4 separate regions of the Mus musculus genome follow, and all the other regions are linked to region 2. The links are chromatin contacts, called in public targeted proximity ligation maps. All regions are on one chromosome and are shown on one strand. The core of a region is the stretch at or near the end of the contact, and the rest is flanking DNA. Distances in the headings are between cores, read along the strand shown.

Region 1 (4,828 bases), core at 811-3,310, 270 kb after region 2:
TTTCTTTTCATTCAGTTCAACGTATACAGTTTATTCTGTTTTCCAGTTTCCTTAGGGTTAAAATTTATTTAATCTATTTGCCATTTAATAAAATTAAAATAGTTTCTTTGAGAATGTTAACTAATCTGTAACCACTCTTGTATATCTTTGTGTTTGTGCACGTGTGGGTGCTGACATACATGTGCCACAGTGTGTATGTAGAGGTGAGAAAACATTAGGAGTCTGCCCTCACCTTTTACCTTGTTCAAGACAAGGTGTCTTTTGTGGTTGGCCATTGTATATGCTAAACTGGCTAGCCCATGAACTTGAAGGTTCTTGTGTCTCTGCCTCAGTAGGAACACTGGGATTACAGAAATGCAGGTTTTACATGGGTTCTGGGCTTCTGTCTTGGTTAGATTTCTGTTGTTGTGATAAAGGCCATGACCAAAAGCAAGTTGGGGAATAAAAGGTTTATTATCATTGGGGAGTGAAAGGCCAATACATCACTGAAGCGTCAGGGCAGGATTCAAGACAAGAACCTAAGGGCAGGAACTGAAGCAACCCCATGATGGGCCCTGCTTACTGGCCCGTTCCTCATGGTTTTCTCAGCCTGTAAGATTTCTTATAAATCCCAGAATCACCTGTGCAGGGATGGTGCTGCCCCTCACCTGTGCCCTCCCACATCAGTCGTGCATCAAGGCAAGCAGTACACACTCGTTGTTAGTCCCTGGTAACAAGAAGTCCCTTTGTGTCAAGATGACAAAAACTAATCAGCACAGGCTCTAACTCGGGTCCTCACACTTGCCTGGCAGTGCTTTACCCTCGGAGCCATCGCCCAGCCACTTGTATACTTTTTTTTTTTTTTTATATGGCTATACGCTTTTATTTCTCTTGGGGAATTTTCTAAAGGTGCATTTATCTTAGATTATATTTTCTAAGACATTTGATAATTTATTATAATAGTAATTGATAAAGCATGGCTTGGGATTCTTTCTAAAAGTCTTTCATTATAAATAATTTGAAAAACTCTTCTGGAGTAGTCTTAGGGGTTAGATTTAGTTATTTATAGGAACTGTTTTTACCTTGTGGGATAAGAAGACTACGTGTGTGGTGAGTTTAAAGTACAACAAAAGGAAGTACTCTAATTTGAAATATTTTCTTACAGAGTGTGGGGCAAGGACTTAATAGAGAAAGACAGCCAGAAGGCTTGGCTGTGGTGAAATGAGAGGATCTACATAAAAATTCAAATATGTTAGTGGTAAAAGTTTTGACTGCCATTTTTGTGATAACTGTAAATTTAAAATGAGACCAGCTTTTCAGGATGCCTTACATTATTTCTTTTCTTTTCTTTCTTTCTTTCTTTATTTTTTTTTTTTGTTTTTTTGTTTTTTTGTTTTTTGTTTTTTTGTTTTTCGAGACAGGGTTTCTCTGTGTAGCCCTGGCTGTCCTGGAACTCACTTTGTAGACCAGGCTGGCCTCAAACTCAGAAATCAGCCTGCCTCTGCCTCCCAAGTGCTGGGATTAAAGCCACCACGCCTGGCAGCCTTACATTATTTCAGTTGTTTAGATATAGCAGAAATATGGCTAGAATTAAGGTTATTTTTCAACATGTCATGAGTTAAGGATCGATGGGTCTTAGCAAGGGAGTGAATGACTGGCAGGTTATGGAACACAGTTGGCTAAAGAAATAAAGGAAAAGATGGATTGAGATGATAGAAAGTAGGTCAGTAGACTACAACATCCTGTGGATTTTTTAAGGAATGGGTTAGGAATACAAGGCTGAACATGATGGAAAGAAGGAAGTAATTACCAAGGAATAGGTTTGCAGAAATACAGTTTCAGAAGCTGTGTGATTTTTGGTGATTTACATTGTCTAGAGTAAAAGGAAAATACCTTGGAAGTTAAGAAAAGAAACACAGGAACCAAAAAGATTACTTTCTGTGTTTGGGTTGAAATCACATGACCATAGGCATAATGATGGATTAGAGAAGAGAGTGATTCTGGTGCCAGAGTCATCAGTGTGTAAGTGAGGGAGGACTTTTAGGGAACTAGTTAATTCACAACAGGATATGATGGTAGCAAAGTCTGATCACATGGTATTAAAAGAATCTGAAACAGTGCATTAAAAGAGGAAGGACTCATTGCCATGAGGGGGCCTCTGCCCTTGGCTCTAAACCTGAAATAAAGGTTTATGCCAGTCATTACTGGAGAGAGCTCAGTACAGAAGTATCTTTCAGAAATACCCACGTTTCGGCTAGAGTAACAAAGTACATTCAGAGAGATTGAGCAACACAAGAATGGGATCTAACAAAACCTGAAGAGGTGAGGTTATAAATGTGCTGAAGTTCAGCATCAGCACCAGTCATGGTGGGACTGATGTGGTTATTGATGCTATTGATAGTTTGCTGGATGAGGAACGCAGACGTTTTACAGTTGAGAAAACATACCCAGGAACTGAGGCATCATTGATGCATTTCCTTTTCTTATGGCCCAAGGTAAAGACCATCTTTTGGTAAACTTTTTTGCTAGTCTACTGGATTTTCTTTATTTTCTTTTCTTTTTCGTAATAGCACAATGTTGGAAGTACAAAATACATGTATGATCAGTTTCTGTGGACTTGGGCTTTTTCATGTGTTTGGTGGTAGCTTGTTCTTACACTATGACATGCTCACTTATTCTCCCGATGGCTTAGATTTTGTTTGTTAATGGGAACATTGATTTCTTGTCTATTTTTTTTAATTTTCTCTCTCTCTCTCTCTCTCTCTCTCTCTCTCTCTTTCTCTCTCTCTCTCTGTATACGTAAAAACTCTTGTTTTCTTTTATTTCTCTGTGTTTGATATAGAAGACAGGATTTGGCATATGTTTAATTTCTTGATAGTGCCAAATTTAAATTTTCAGAAAGAAATTTCTAACAATAAGGAATTAAAATGTGGTGCTTCCATATGACAAAATATGATACCAGTGTAAAAGTTTTATTTTGCAGAATATATGGGGAGGGTAGTAAAAATGTCAGTGAAGCTTGAGTGGTCCCACTTAATACAAATGTTTTATAAATAAGATAGAAGTAGGCATTGAAGAAGTATAAAGCTTAAAGACATTCCTTTATAAATTATTTTTATTTGTTCTAAGTATGTATTTTCCATATTCCTTAACATTAATTTATTATAACTTTTATGATGGAGAAGAGGAGGAAATAAATAAAACTCAGAAATAAAACCGGTTAGCAGCATATGAAGTGTGCTTCCTTAATTTAACTCAGTGCAGCATTGTAGTTACAAAAGCAAGTTAGATGTACTATATATTTGTATGTAGCCTTTTTGTAGACTTATTTTTTAATGTGTATGGGTTTTGTTTTGTTTTTTGCCTTTGTATGTCTGTACACCATGATTGTTCCTAATAGTCTCAGAAACTAGAAGCGTGCCCTGAATCCTCCTGAAACTGTTACAGATGCTTGTGAGCTGCCATGTGGGTGCTAGAAATCAAATCCAGGTCCTTCAGAAATGCTCTTAACCACTGAGTCATTCCTGCAGCCCCCTATTTGTGTTGTCTTAAAGAAAATAGTGTTTTTGATAAATTATGATTTTGATTAAATTCTGTTGACAACAGGTGGCCAGCCAATATATTTTATTTTAAAAATAATTTATTTGGATTAAAAGTCAAAAGTTTAAATATAAAGATTCAGTGTTAACTTGAAGTGTTGGTAGAAAATCATTTTGTTGAAAGAAATTTGTTTGGGTTTAAATTTTGGTCGTATGTGTGGTATGTACTTACTGTAAATATTTTACATCTGACTTTGCCTTACATGTTTTCATTCACCCAACATTTTAGTAAGTACTAACCATATGTTAAGTGGCTGTTAAGTGCTTTTGATATACTTGGGGACAAATCAATTACTTGTGGTTGACTGGGTAGGAGTCTGCTAATGCAGCTCTTAAAGAGAGGAGTGAGTGCTCGTGGGATGCGCGTGTGCGTGTGTGTGGGGGTGTGGGTGTGTGTGTGTGTGCGCGCGCGTGCGCACATGTAAGGTTCTGATGTGTTTGAAGATTCTTAGACCCAGCCCCAGGTTTCTTTCTTTTTTTTTTTAATTGACATTTTTATTTTATTTTATTTTCTATTAGATATTTTCTTTATTTACATTTCAAATGCTATCCCAAAAGTCCCCTATATCCTCCCCTCGCCCTGCTCCCCTACCCACCCACTCCCACTTCTTGGCCCTGGTGTTCCCCTGTACTGGGGCATATAAAGTTTGCAAGACCAAGGGGCCTCTTTTCCCAATGATGGCCGAGTAGGCCATCTTCTGCTACATATGCAGCTAGAGACATGAGCTCCGGGGTACTGGTTAGTTCATATTGTTGTTCCACCTATAGGGTTGCAGATCCCCTCAGCTCCTTGGGTAATTTCTCTAGCTCCTCCATTGGGGGCCCTGTGTTCCATCCAATAGCTGACTGTGAGCATCCACTTCTGTGTTTGCCAGGCACTGGCATAGCCTCACAAGAGACAGCTACATCAGGGCTCTTTCATCAAAATCTTGCTGGCATATGCAATAGTGTCTGCGTTTGGTGGCTGATTATGGGATGGACCCCTGGGTGGCAGTCCCAGGTTTCTGTGTGCTAGATTAGTCAGCTCTTCCAGTGAGCGCCATGCCCTTGTCCTAGGCAATATAAACAATAGTTCTGCAAAACCCAAATAGACTAGAAGGAAACCGTCTCAGATGCTAACGTACTTTTGCTTTTTAGATTAAGGAACTTCAGCAGGCATTAACAGTCAAGCAGAATGAAGAGCTGGACCGGCAGAAGAGAATAAGTAACACCCGCAAGATGATAGAGGATCTGCAGAGTGAGCTCAAGAC
Region 2 (4,651 bases), core at 1,285-3,784:
TACAATATATACATGAAGAACTAGCAAGGAAAACAGAAGATGACCCACACCATTAGCCCTAGGGGAAATCAAACCCTAAAAAGGCCTTGCTACCGGGATGGCCATCACTTACAAAAAAGGGGGGAGTTACTTCTGAAGAGGAGACACAGACTCCTCGCCTGTACTACTGGAGTACAAAACACTTGCAGGCACTGTAGAAAAATTAGGCGGTCCTTTTTAAAGTTATGCATTTCTCAAAAAAAAAGTTACTCATAGAGTGGGGTATGGTGGCTCACACCTGTAATCCTGGCACTCTTGTGAGGCAGAGGCAGGCAGGGGTCTGTAAAATCAAGGCCAGGAATGGCATCATAATAAGATCCTGTTGAATAAAAACAAAGAAAGAAAGTTAGACTCAGAGTCACTAAACATGCCCCAGAAATCTTATACACAACACAATAATAAACACACACACAAATACACACACACACACACACACACACACACACCACTTAAGCACGCTCACCCTAGAAGGGTAAGTACAGTGTATACCTATGAGTGGAACTTCTAGATCACATGACATTCCATGCTTGGCTTTGTGAGAAACTATCATCCCATTTATGGGAATCCCCCCTTTAAGTCTGCTTCTTCTACGGCCCAAGGCACATGATGGCAGGGAACACGAAGTCAGCAGGGAGTGCTAGCTGTAGCCAAACATTGAATAAAGACATTCCTTCCACATGAGCTTTTATTGAAGACTTACTATGTGTGCCAGGTACCAAGGACACAGATCGGTTAGGTTATCCTCCACGGTAAAGCTGTGGCTTATGGCTGAAGGGGCGCATACTCTGCTGGGGAGAGACTGTAAGATACATGAACACAACCTTATATGTAAGCAGAAACTGAGTTGAAACAGGCCTGGGTTTTTATACAGATGATGGTATTAAGCCAAGTTTGCTTGAGTGGGCCGAGGATTGGGGAGATGAAGAAGCCCCCCAGTTGTGGAGATGCAGATCCTGGATGAGGGCTCAGGGCACTGCAACAGTTTGGATCATCTCTAGAGCTATTTAAGATTTTTGCAAGTTGCTTTCCTTACTGTTGTAGAAAATAAGATTGACTTAAATAAGGTAGGAAAGTTGTTGGGGAAAGATTATAAATTAAATTTCTGTCTGATTTGGAGCCATTATTGGCACCTGAAAGAGGGTGTTTCAGAGGCTTATCTTTAGAACGGTTGTATGACTGACGGGGTTTTTATGAGCAGTTGGGACGGCAGGGAAATGGAACTCTGCATACTACCAATTCTGACTAAATGTCCCCATACTGTCTAACTCCTTGGCATGACACACTTGTGACTCAGACTGAGGTTACAGCAGCAGGAGTTGTTCTTGGAGATACAACATTTTCGTTGGTTGTTTTGAGACAGGATCTTGCTATGTAGCTCAGGCAGATCTCCATCCTCATACCTTTGGTCTCTCCTTGACTGCTGAGGTAACAGACATGTACCACCATGACTGTCTGACATACAGTGAAAAAAATCTGCTCATTTTCCTTTCTACTGTATGCACAGAAGCAAGACAGGGCACGATGAAAATGCCTTCTGATGGCCAAAGCTCAGAGCTCATCCTCTGTCCTCTCCAGTCTTTTTCCTTACACACTAACCTTCTCACCTATAGCAAAAAAATCATGTCATATATATAAATATACATGTATACATATATGCATGTGTATGTACAATATATATTACATATATACATATACACATATAATATATTATATATATGTGTTTTATATATACATTCAAATGGAAATTAGAAAAATAAGTTTTAAGACAAGAGACTAAAAATCGGAAGACTTGACCTTCTAGCTGTCAACAATGCCCTAAAAACCTGAGTTCTTCTCATTCCCTTTCTACGAGATGGCACCTTCTCAAATGAGCTCTTCTTGGAGTCTCAAAATGGCTGTAAGCCCTGACCTGTGTGCTCCCTGTCCACCTCGACAGCATAGGAAAATGTCATCCCAGCATCCCCCATGGAAGTCCTGAGGTCACTCTGCTGATCTCGCTGAGGTCACGTGCTCACCTCTAATCTAGTTGAGGTGGCTAAGCGGTGAAAGCAAAGCCACAGGCCAGGTGGCACGCCTTATGCCTACGGGCAGGAGTCGTTTCTAAAAGCATGTAGCTCTCTGAAATGGCATCAGAGGTCTGCCCTTTACTGATGTATTTCCAAGAGCAGCAAATTGTTTCAGGTCCACTTGCAGGCACACCTAAGCTTATCTCTAGCTAGATAAGCTAGAAAAGTAGTCTAACTTTTCTCAGCCTAAGCATTCCTACTTAAGTCGGAGTATTATCTAGAAACAAGAACCATGTGGAAGAGTCCAGAACTGTGTGGAAGCTTGTGGCCAGAGACACACGATCACAGAGAGGTGGTCAGCGGTAAAGACTCCTTTCCCCTGTAACAGTGATGAGGTGATGTCATGACTTCAACTCTCCAGACATCTGTTGGGAGGTTCCTGTTGCTAAAAGTGGAAGGACTGATTAGAGGACAAATTGCACAGAGCCTCCGCTCATTTCTAACCAAAAGGGAAAGCCAGTTGGTGTCCCAGAAGGTATGGTGACCGTAGGAGGAAGTGACTGAATCATCTCGGAATTTGTAATGGCAGGGAAGAGGAACAAATGGGCATGTTTAGACACACCCATTGGCTTTTCTTCTTTTAATCTGAAATCAGTAAAATGAGTTTGTAGTGTGTTTCTAAAAGGGACCATCACTTACGAAGAACGCGTAGCTTACAATAAAAGGATGCTTACTTTGTAATCATGGCTTATTCTAATGACGGGGATGCAGGGAGTGTCCCTTACAACCACCCAAAGAGAGGAATAGAAAGAACAGAAACAGAATTTTGAAGGAAAAGTGCACAGTCAAGGCTGAGCATGAGACCAGAAGCACAGATTTGTACCAATAAATCATACAGAAAAGCCAGCAGGGAGCAAGTTGATTGAGACTGGAAAAATATTAAAAACTAAGAGACTCTTTCATCTCTACCTTTGTGTGTGTGTGTGTGTGTGTTTATGTGTATGCGTGTATGTGTATTTGTGTGTGTGTGTGTGTGTGTGATTTGTGTATGTCTGTATGTATGTGTGTGGTGTGGTGTGTGTGTGTGTATGTGTATGTGTGTGTGCATGCGCGCAAGCACTCACATGCATGGGTGTGGGTGTATAGATGGGCAAAGTGGGAAATGGCCACTGGACCAGGCAGTTTTAAATCAGACAGGGGAATGTGGAGTTATCCATTTGTTGCTTCACTTGTCCCCTGCCCACTCCCTTTAGAAAAAGGCTTTCCAATGTGGAAAGGCTAGCATTGCAGAGAAAACTATTCCAAAAGAAAAAAATACCCCAGGAAAAACATTAGCCCATCCGGATTCATTTCTGTAACAAAGACAAATAAATGGCATCCCCAGATAATTAAGCAACTACCATGGGATGTGAATGGCCTCTTTCAAAGAGAGCTACATCATGATCCCTGAAACCTGTGACTATGTGACCTCTCATCGTGAGTAGGACTTTACAGATGTGGTTAACTAAAGCTCTTGTGATGGGAAGATCCAACTACCTAAATGGGTCCATTGTAATAACCAATGTTCTTATGAGAAGAAGGTTGGAGGGTCAAAGAAGCAAAAGAGGATGTGGGGAAAGAAACAAAGGTTGGAGTGATGCCTCTGATGGCGGCGATAACCAGCCAGGGAATGTGAACAGCATTTAGAAGCTGGGAAAGGCAAGGGCAGGGATTGTCCTATCAGAGGCTCCAGGAGGAACCAGTCCTGCCAACACCTTCGTTTTAACTCAGTGAAACTGTTGTTGTTTTTGTTTTTTTTTTTTTATTATTTCAATGCTGTACTATAACAAATCTGTGCTGTTTGAAGCCAGAAACTCCATGGAAATATGTTTCAGCAGCAACAGCAAACTAATACAAGCCTGGTGTTTCCGAGCTAGAAAACCACTGTAAGAGGAATGGCACAGAAGAGTGGCAGTGAGCACATCCCAGTATTATCAGGTGGTACAGGATGCACAAGTATGACACTTGTCATTGATAAAAGTTTGAATTTGCTTATTATAGAAGTTGCCTGAAAATACTAGAAAAGAATGTTAATACCAAAAGCAAGCTTATAAAGGAACGCATTCTCTTCAAATAGGGTGATTCTGGTTTTAAAGTTATTAGGTTTATTTTTCAAGGACACATCTGTATCAAACAAACAAACAAACACTCAAAGAAGGTTTGGATAAAATCCCTAAGGATAGTAATTTGCATATAAGAGAAACAAATGTAGACCAAGTCATGAAAGATTTAGGGAGATTTATAGTTGACTGAACAGATGTACCAGAGTGTGTTGTCTACTGGAACAGAGCCATTTAGGAAAAACAAAAGCAAAAGGCAGGCCAGTCTTCTCAGCCACCCTTCATTAGTAATGTGCATGATGCTGTAAGGTACATTGTTACTACATGGCCAGCTCTGCAAAGAACATGGGCAGCTCTGCAAAGAGCATCCTTACTGCATGGGCAGCTCTGTGAAGAACATCGTTATTACATGGGAGGCTCTGTAAAGAATTTCCTTGCTACATTTTGTAGATAAAACAGTTGTTAAAACCATAACTGAAAAGAATTCATACTAAAAAGGATCTTCCT
Region 3 (4,501 bases), core at 1,516-4,015, 450 kb before region 2:
AAGAGAAAGTACTGGCCACATCTCTGTGTGTGGCTAGACTTTTCATACCCTCTGCCCATAGCTGCAGCTCTTTCCAATCTCTTTCCCGACTCCCTTGCTGGTTGCCTTGGACCACTGAGTGTATAGCATGCCTTGAAGGCTCAGGGCAGATGGCTGGGTATCAGAAGTGTGAACCTTTGAGGCATGGTACAGAGATGCCCCCGTGTGTCCTGAGGACAGGGTGGTTGACAGACATAAGCCAGCAAGGAAAGACATGACACCTGAGGGCACCACCCAAAGGGCAGCAGGTGGTAGGGGGGCTGCCTCAGTTTATTAGAATTGCCTCTGCAGGGTCAAAATGTCTCATGGAAGTCTAGAACCTGAATGTGTTGGCGAAGGGTCCAATCTCTTCCTTGACCTCCACCCTCTTTGTAATATTGCAATATTGATGATACTACCGTATTTTATGAGTGTTTATCTCATGAGGCACTTAGAAATAATACCATTCATCCCCCCCGCCCCCCCCCGCCCCGTGTGTGTAAATATTCTCAAATGCCAAAGTATTAAAAGTGTGGCATGCATATACATAGGTTAACTGAGTATATATAGGGCAGGCTGTTTTTCATTAAAACACCACAGGGATCCACGGTCCAGAGGTAGAGACAAAGGATTTCAAGTGTGACATCAGAATGATAACAGCATTGATTACTGAGCAGAGAAATATTTGAAGTAAGTCTTCACTAGCAAAGTGAATGTCACTCAGGATATCTGGATGCCTAGAGCCTTGTACAGTTATTGTTGGCCCTGCTTCAGTTGAGTAAGAACACGACGCTCACTTTGTGAGCTTGGCGCAGGATAAATCAGGACAGGGGTTGCCCCTTCAAAATGTTCCAGCAAGCTCTATATCTGGGTTTCTGAGGCCAGAGAGGAAGACTTTCCCAGCTTTTGCACTTTAGGAAGACTGGCTGAAGGCTTACTGCCCCAAGAGTCCTGCCTGGTAGTGAGGTTTCAGGGAGGAGGCTCTGAAGTCCAGCTGCCTGCCTGCTTACATTTACCACAAGAACCAGACATTTGCTGAAGGACCTAACTGGCAAAAATCTGGTTACCCTCCAGAAGTTCCTACAGGCCAAGCTCAGCCATCATCCCAACCCACCGACTACAGAAGCAAGCAGTGATGTAAAAACAGAGAAAAATCAATTAGTGTCCATTGGGATGGTCGGAAGATAAGGGGGTCCAGTGACCCCAGATTTGTCTTGGTGTGTTGATAGACGCTTTAGGTTCAAACTGAGGATGAAACGCAGCAGGAGGATAGATGTTTGTATAATTTAGCAGTCTTAGTCAAAGGTTGGCCCATCATCACCTCGGCTTCTGAATTCTGAATTCTGAATTATGGCAGTTGTCAGAGGGCCCTGTCTGGTTCTGCTAAGATAGGTGATCTGCTCCAGGGTGTGTGCCTGCCCTCATCTCATGGGTGGTCTACCCTGCCTACCCGGAATCCATGGTGCTGTAGGAGAAGGACCAGGATTTAGTGTTGGAGTTTCAAAGGGGGATGAAGTTAGTTAGGAGCCTCACTTCTCAGACACCTAGGCTGAGACCGTCAGGCAGCGTTCCAGCAGGAGTCTGGCCCAAAGTAAAGGAGACAGGCACAAAGTGCAGGTGGAGGTGCCGCTCATCCTGGGCCTGTTACCTCGTGAGCACAGGTGAGGATGGGCGCTTTGTAGGAAAGCATCTTTTCCATGCCTGGTAGGGTTGCAACCGTGTGTCTGTAGCCTTTTGAGCAATTTCTTTCAGTTGGACATACGCACCTCAGCTTCCTCCATGTCTTTTTATAGTTTCATAATACAACCCCCTTTAAAATTATTATAGTCCATAGTCATGGCATCCGCTGTGCAGGTCCTTTGTGTCATGTAAGTTAGAAGTCAGCATCGGCTAGGTCTAAAGTACAAGACAAGTGAACGGTTATTGCAGGGGAGTACATCGCTTTACTTAAGAGCCATGGGAGACTGCTTCATCTGCAGATCAGCCACGAACGAACGTGTGTATTTATTTCTATGGGGAAGGGTTAGAATAGGTTTGGGGGACACATTGCTCATCATTCAAAATGTGTCTGTCCTTGTATAGGAGTTAATCTAATCTCCACCGAGATTTTATTATCTAAAGTCTACCATGCTGGCCTGGAGAGATGTCTCAGCAGTAAAGGGTGACTGCTATTTTTCCAGAGTTCTGTTTCTAGTCTTCATGTTGGGAGCTTCAGGGGATCTGATGCCCCCTCTGGCCTCAGAGGGCACCTGCACACACTTGGCATCACACACACACACACACACACACACACACACACACACACACACACGACAGGGGCTGGGGGTGGGGAAGGTTTGTTGAAGCTCCTTGGAACAAGGACAGTCTGGTTGGATTGACACTCACCTTGGCAGTTACTGGCCCTAACCAGTTTGCCCTTGCCTCCTTGCTTTTGTTTGCTTTCTTGAGTGTCCGGGTTTCAGCAGGATCTACAGATTCCCTGGCTCAGCCTTAAAACAAAACAACAACAACAAAAAAGATCTTTCAGATTAACTTTCAAAACTCCTCTGTTTGTGTTCTGACCTTAATCTTGTTTCTGGGTTACACTGGTTTGCATTGGTCTGAGGCCCACTTGAGTCTAAGTCACCTGTCTCCCCTGAACCGGTTTTCTATGGTGTTCGCCTGGACATTGAAGAGGAGACTGGAAGGGAGCAGGAGCAAGTAGGCACTGGCCCCACACACCCGGTACCTCCTCTCTGTATAGGAGGCTGTGAGTAACTGAAGATCCCTGGAGAGGCCTGCAGTGCCAAAGTCCAAGGCTCTTTAAATCCCTCAACATCAGAAGAACTGGAGCTGCCTCCAGCCTCTCCACGGGAGAGGAGATTTTGAGGCAAAACAAAGGAGCCTATCTCCACCTTTCCCTGGGCTGCCACAGCTGAGAACAACTGAGGGAGCCCCTGGAAAAGGCCTCAACACAGCCATCTTTGTTTACAAGGTGTTCCTCCCTGGGGCTTCTGAAAAGCAAGTCAGGCCTGCAGCCAGAAGGCAGCACTTTTCTTCCACTTCACTCAGCTAGTCACTCAACAGGTATTTACTGAGCTACAGGCTCCTAGGCAGAGGGCCAGGGGCTGAGGAGGCAAAGATAAGCAAGAAGAGAGAGGGCAATGCTGTTCACCTTGGCAGGTAGTGCATGCAGGTCATAGCAAGGAGACAAGTATTGAGAACAGGGAAAAAAAAAAAGGTTTAAAGGCAAGGTGCGCTTGGTGGGCATATGTGTCAAAAGAAGCAAACATTTTCTCCTTTAGAATTTCACAGGATGCTGTTGTTATAAACTCAAAATGTGACCTGTAGGTGACCCTGCTGTCAGAATGGCAGTACTCCCTGTTAAGAAGAAAAATTAGGAGGTCACCTGTTTTCAGTTCTTTCTCTAACCCTTTATTTCCCTCCTGCCTCCCACCCCAAATAAAAACAAGAAACACTAGAATTTATTTATATCTATTGATGTTGTAGGTCTAGATGGAAAAAACAAAAGTAAATGTCCCACTGCTCTTTTTTTTTTTTTTTTTTTTTAAGGCAAGGTGTGACTTTATTCAAGAGGGTCTGTAGTGAGGGAGAGAGGTCAGATTCAGCCCAACGACAGAGATTTCTAGTAGGGTGTGTGGTGGTAGTGTCCTGTTGCCGGGGTTAGAACCCAAAACTTGGTGCACGCTGGGCAAGTCTGCTCCTATGGAGCCACATTCCCAGCCTTCGGGTAATTCTTGATTTATCAATTCAATCAAATGATTGCAGAAGGCAGGTCAAAGTGAGAAGATGGAAGGCAGGCAGAGAATGAGGTATTGGTCAGACCGGAAGGGTGCAGTTTTCTTACTAAAATTGGACTAAGTACATCAGGGTAGAGTCTGAGCATCCAACAAGGAAACTTGAGAGGGCCAGGGGATTAAGAGGTTGCTCCAAGAGAGAATCTGCAGTCTGTGTCCTTTTCAGAGTAGGAAGCTCTGCCACCCACGCCTTGCCTCAGGCTTATGGTTTTTGAGTAGGGAGCTCCTCTTATCCCAGTAGCTGGCAAGCTCTCTTGTGTTTTGCCTTAACTAAAAGGCAAGAGGCAAACATTCAGGATGAATCATCGTCCTGCTCTTGCCAAGTGGCTGGAGGCCCCAGGTCTGCAGAGGCTTTTCCAGTGCCTGTTAGATACTGTGTGTGGATTCTAACCCAAAAAGAGGAATTCACAGTGGACTTGGGGGTGGGAGGACAAGAGGGAGAGAGGGGGCAGGGCACAAGAGACTTCCAAGCAAGGAGAATTGTCTTGTGAGCTGCTTTGCCTGTGTGCCTCAAGCCTGCTTGCAGAAGGTGAGCAGGTTTTTAACAGTGAACCTAAGAAGGGAGCTAGAGGCATCTAATCGGGAAGGCTGCTGCTTTATTTTGTAGCTCAGGAGCCCAAATATTCAATGAAAGAAATGTACTTGCTTGAGGTTACATAATTGCCAAGTGGTAGAACCGTAGTATC
Region 4 (4,621 bases), core at 1,950-4,449, 280 kb before region 2:
CAGGTGGAGCAAATACATTTTGTAAAATGTCAACCTTAAATGCTGTGTTCTCATAGCTGGGTACTCATAGCTGGGTAGTACTCTGCGGGAATGGTTAGCACTGTGACTCAGCTGTGGGCTGGGTAATGAAGAATAGTGACCTGCATATTTATCACTGCTAGACTGGCTGCTGTAACCTAAGGCCATACAAAGGGAACTGGGTTCAGTTCTTTGACAAGCACACAGCTTCCGATGATAGCTTTGTGGGGCATCACCATATATCTTCTGACTCTTCAAGAGCCACTGGTGTAAGCCAGTGGGTTGCCCGGGCTATCTTGGAACCACTCTGTTTCTCTTGATACAATAGCATTCACTCAGTGTTTGGTGTAGAATATCTGTGTACAAATGAGAGGATTCTAGGTTCTCCTGTGACTAAGGGGTAAGTAGGATGCATATGATCAATGTCCTGGAGGGGGGTTAAGACAAGTACCTGGACAACAGCTACAGGAGATGGAGATGAAACTTCCTATGGCAAGAGACACCATGGAAGTCAAAATCACCAGCTACTTGGGCAGTGACAAACCAGAGAGCTGTAACAAGTAGCACCAAGCTAGGATGTTTTCTTTGTCACAAAGACCAGGTTAATAGCCGCCTCTCTTGCGAGACTAAGGATAATGTGCATGCATGGCTCCTACCATCTTTAGAAGTCATATAAATGCAAGCCACCACATTTACATTACCTCAAAGAGTATAAGAACAGACTCACAGTTATTAAAACAGCCTTCTCCCTCACTTACTTGTGTGTATCCTGGGACATACAGAAATGCTTATACAATAGAGCATGCTTTATGAAAAAGGTCAGGCCAGATATGCATTCACATCTTCAGCTCTGGACTTGAATGGATGCAGCCTGACCTACTTGTTTACATCAGTGGGGGACTTGGAAAAATCTCTCTCTTTCTCTCTCTCATACTGTGTTCTGCTTAACAACAAAAGACCAAAATTTCCATTAAATGTCTGTACAAACAAACACATTTTCTTACAAAACCCCAACTTTCTGTTCTGTGTGGAACATTTCCTGACGCCTACTCTAGAGTATCAGGGAAGAGGGATTCCCAGCCCTGAGAAACAGCAGGAAGGCACTTCACTGGAAGGCCTTCCCCTGACATCATGGTCTCAAAGGCCCACGGGTCTCTGAAAAGCTTGGTCCTAGCTACAAAACTGCTTCTTCTTGTCTTGCCAAAATCGGGGCTAGGAGCCAACACTAAGGCCCTCCAGTTTCCCCTGAGAATGGTCTGGTTAGTGAGACCATTATAATAAAAGGGTAATTATCCTCTAATCCAAAACAAAGCCTGACATCAATTTTACCCACATTGGCATTGCCAGTGTTGAGTCAGGTGAGGAGCAGGTGGAAAGGATGTGATAAGGAGGTGGGTGGTACCCAGCCTGACAGTGGGGCAGGGGAGGGGGCTGGGCTCTGGAGATTATAAGGAAGTCCACAGTCATCTCTTCCTTGTGTATCTGGCAGGAAAGCAGTTGGGGAGGGTTGGGGGATCAGAAAGCTGCAGCAGGGGCCTGCCTCAGTCTCTCAAACCCAGGGCCTTCATCCGCAGGGAAATTAGAGTAAGCAGGCCTGGCCAGTCTGGCAGCTCTAGCAGCTATACAGGCAAATAGTAGCCAGGCCCAGCAGCCTGGGCTGAACAGAGCACAGGCAGTGAGAGAGCCAGTGCTGAGATGGGACTGGACGGGGCTGACTTCAAAGGCCTTGAGACAGTAGAGCCACCCGCTCGGCCATCCAATCATTGTGATGTGAGGGGTTTTTTAAATAGTTAGCCTCCTATTTAATGCATTATGTAAGATTATGGGAATTAAACACAGCACGTTAACCCCACTTGGTACCTTGTCGTCTAGTATTTCAGTATTTGAATGCTACGGAAGCTTTTCCTGAAGGCAATGCCATAGCTGTTAGGTTTCTGCCCCATCTCTGCTTCCCAGGGATCTGACACAGCACTTCCTGATGCTGCTGATATCACCTTACCGGGAGAAAATCTGTCCTTGCTGGTCCCTGGCTCTCCTCTTATTCTCTGACCTTTCCTTTGCCCTTCCCTGACTTTTGGACCATGGCTGCTTTCCATGTTCCTGGCCATCTTGCACTCAACTCACCCCACGCTGCCTACGTGTGCCCTGTTTCTTCTCAGTCTGCCGTCTCGTCCTGCTTCCTCGTGTGAGTGAGAGACCTAAGTATCCCACATGTCCACAACATACCTCAAACTCAGTCAGTGCAACAGGCAGGCAGCTGCTCTGCTGACCAACTGGAGTTATACCAAGCATCCTTCATTCCCAGAGGAAAAGCCAATGAAAACCAAATAGAATTGAGGCTGACTGCCCAGATATAGCGTTTGATAGCTTAGGTTTAAGTTTTGGTCCCACTCCTTATCAACTGTGGGATCATGGGCATGTTCATTGTCCTCTTAGTGCCCCACTGTTCACATCTGTAAAATGGACATAATAATAATAAGTTCATAGAAAGTCCATAACTTAGACAAAGCCTGTTAGATCATTGTTAAAATTCTTCTCCGTGAACATAATAGGAACAATATGTGTGAATAAGTCCCAGCAGGCAAATCTTTTATGATCATTAATCTGCCTTCTACCAGTGAATAAGCCATGGCATTTGGCAAAAGTGAAATAATTAATTGAAACCCAATGGTGGCTATGATTAGCAACAAAGAATGTTTTATTATCCCACACAAGCCTGATGACCACGGTAGATATTGTCCCTTGTCCCATCAAAACTGAGTGGTCTTAAAGATCATCTGATAGACTGGCAACCAAACACCTGAAACTTTAGGGGAACTTTTAAAAAAACACACATCCCCAGGCCCTCCACTCAGACTGTGTCTCGGTTGGTCTGGGATGTGTCCAAAGAATCTCGAATAACATATGCGTGTTAGATTCAATAATTCAATCCATTTTTCTTCTTGTCAAAGATGATGCACCATAGACGCAACAGAATTAGCCTGTGTGCCACAGATCTCAGCAAGAGGCAAGGGAGAGCTCACGTGCCATACATATCTCCATCACGCAAGTGAAGCAAAGGCATAAATGTGGCACCATGGGCTGCATGCCTGGGGGTGACAAAGAATGAGCGTCTATGTGTGGTTCACAGCTAGGTTTCATGAGGTCTGCATTTGCAGAGGCAAATGCTACTGCAAGATGCCTCTTACCCTGTGAGGTCACTTGGTAAGAAGCATTCTCAGGCCAGGAGAATACAAAGCCTACTTTATGCTTTTTCACTTTGAGAAGCCTCTGAATGTATTCTTGCAATGTATTCTTCCATGTGCCCAAGAACAACTAGTCTAAATTCCTGCCATGCTAAAGATCTCTCCTAGAAGTGTCACAACAGGAGACAATATTTCCCAACCCCAAGAGCCTTCTAATGTTTGGAAAGCAGCTCATTGTCCACGCTGGTTTTGGCAATCACAGTCCCTAGAAACAGCACTGTTGCCTTTGTGACCAGCACAAGCAGCCACAGACTGAACAGTGACCTCATGGCTTAAATGTCCACTCCCTTGGCAAAGGTACAGTTCCTGCTACAAAGATAAGACCCAGGCTTTATCACAATGGGGCAATAGCAGACATGGCCTTTGTCTCAAATAGCCAAACTCTAATGGAAAAGTCTGGAAAATTGCACATTCAAGAATGGCTTGGAGGGACTCATAAAAAAAAAAAAACCCTATGTTAGTAAGCTATTAATATTATTACGTTTCAAATGTGCTTTTTAAGGGACACTTAGACTTCACTGTGTACCCATTTTCTCTGGTTTTCTGTGACCCACACTGGCCAGAGGCTATAGTGAAATAGATGGCACAGGGTGATCTTATAATTTACAGGGGGCCTAATTTTCCTTGTCCCCAGATGTCTCCTAGGAATACATCTGCTTAAAGCTTAAGTCCTGTGGAAGACAGGCAGGTTCTGCCTTCTTTCATTTTCCTCTCAAAAGCTGTCTGATCAATGGTGTCAGAGAGCAAGCTTGAAGTCACGGAGGGAGGGATGTACCCTCAGTTGGGCCATCTCCACCCTTTGTGTTTCCAGTGTGAACTACTTGGGCTCTGTGCTTTGAAACCAGCTTCTTAAGTAGCTCACTAAGCTCCCGAATTGCTGCTCTGGCCAAGGAACTTCTCTTCTTCAGCTTCTTGGAGACCACAGCTGCAACAATAAGCTTATAGCTGGGGACTTCCTTAAGAGAGTCTGTCATATGTAGTTTTCTTGTCCTGGCCTTTGGACCGCTTCTTTTTAGCCCTGTCCCTAGACTTGTTTAATGGGTCTTTGTCTTTCTTGACCAACTAATAATATGGAACACTGCATGAAAGCACACATTCTCCATGGAAGTCAGCCAGGGAGGTGTGGTCTTGAAATACAGATTCCTCCGTCTAAAACAGGACTGTCTGGTACAGGCTTTGTGGGATCACAGGAACCTGTATTCTAACAAGCTCATGGTTAGCCTTTTTCTTTTATCAAAATAGATTCTTTTCTCATCTCTCCTGACTGTAGTTTGCCCTTCCTCTACTCCTCCCAGTTCCTTTCCCTCCCATGCCTTCTGGATCCACTCCCTTTCTATCTCTCATTAGAAGAGAATAGG

What was found.
Region 1: a contact with region 2 is called in a targeted proximity ligation map of bone marrow-derived macrophages, with 4 times the contacts expected there. A contact is called at or near these places in 25 of 484 Hi-C or Micro-C datasets (B cells, the C2C12 cell line, CD4 T cells and 15 more), 8 of 130 datasets of targeted methods (the NIH/3T3 cell line, astrocytes, bone marrow-derived dendritic cells and 5 more) and 1 of 9 other capture datasets (embryonic stem cells).
Region 3: a contact with region 2 is called in a targeted proximity ligation map of extraembryonic endoderm stem cells. A contact is called at or near these places in 9 of 484 Hi-C or Micro-C datasets (the N1E-115 cell line, cerebellar granule neurons, cerebellum and 5 more), 4 of 130 datasets of targeted methods (astrocytes, embryonic stem cells and extraembryonic endoderm stem cells) and 1 of 9 other capture datasets (embryonic stem cells).
Region 4: a contact with region 2 is called in a targeted proximity ligation map of extraembryonic endoderm stem cells. A contact is called at or near these places in 3 of 130 datasets of targeted methods (differentiating embryonic stem cells, extraembryonic endoderm stem cells and pancreatic cancer cells) and 1 of 9 other capture datasets (embryonic stem cells).

What each region holds. Positions count from the first base shown.
Region 1 is chr19:23,243,998-23,248,825 of GRCm38.p6, reverse strand. It overlaps Smc5 (structural maintenance of chromosomes 5), which reads left to right. Exons shown (of 25, transcript NM_001252684.1): 9 at 4,716-4,828. Among named protein-coding and RNA genes, the nearest start is that of Smc5, 27 kb to the left of the region's middle.
Region 2 is chr19:23,518,699-23,523,349 of GRCm38.p6, reverse strand. It overlaps Gm34012 (a long non-coding RNA gene), which reads right to left. Exons shown (of 3, transcript XR_386614.2): 2 at 740-838; 3 at 298-358. Among named protein-coding and RNA genes, the nearest start is that of Gm34012, 24 kb to the right of the region's middle.
Region 3 is chr19:23,966,920-23,971,420 of GRCm38.p6, reverse strand. No RefSeq gene overlaps it. Among named protein-coding and RNA genes, the nearest start is that of Gm34076, 52 kb to the right of the region's middle.
Region 4 is chr19:23,800,234-23,804,854 of GRCm38.p6, reverse strand. All of the region lies in intron 1 of Apba1 (amyloid beta (A4) precursor protein binding, family A, member 1), which reads right to left. Among named protein-coding and RNA genes, the nearest start is that of Apba1, 44 kb to the right of the region's middle.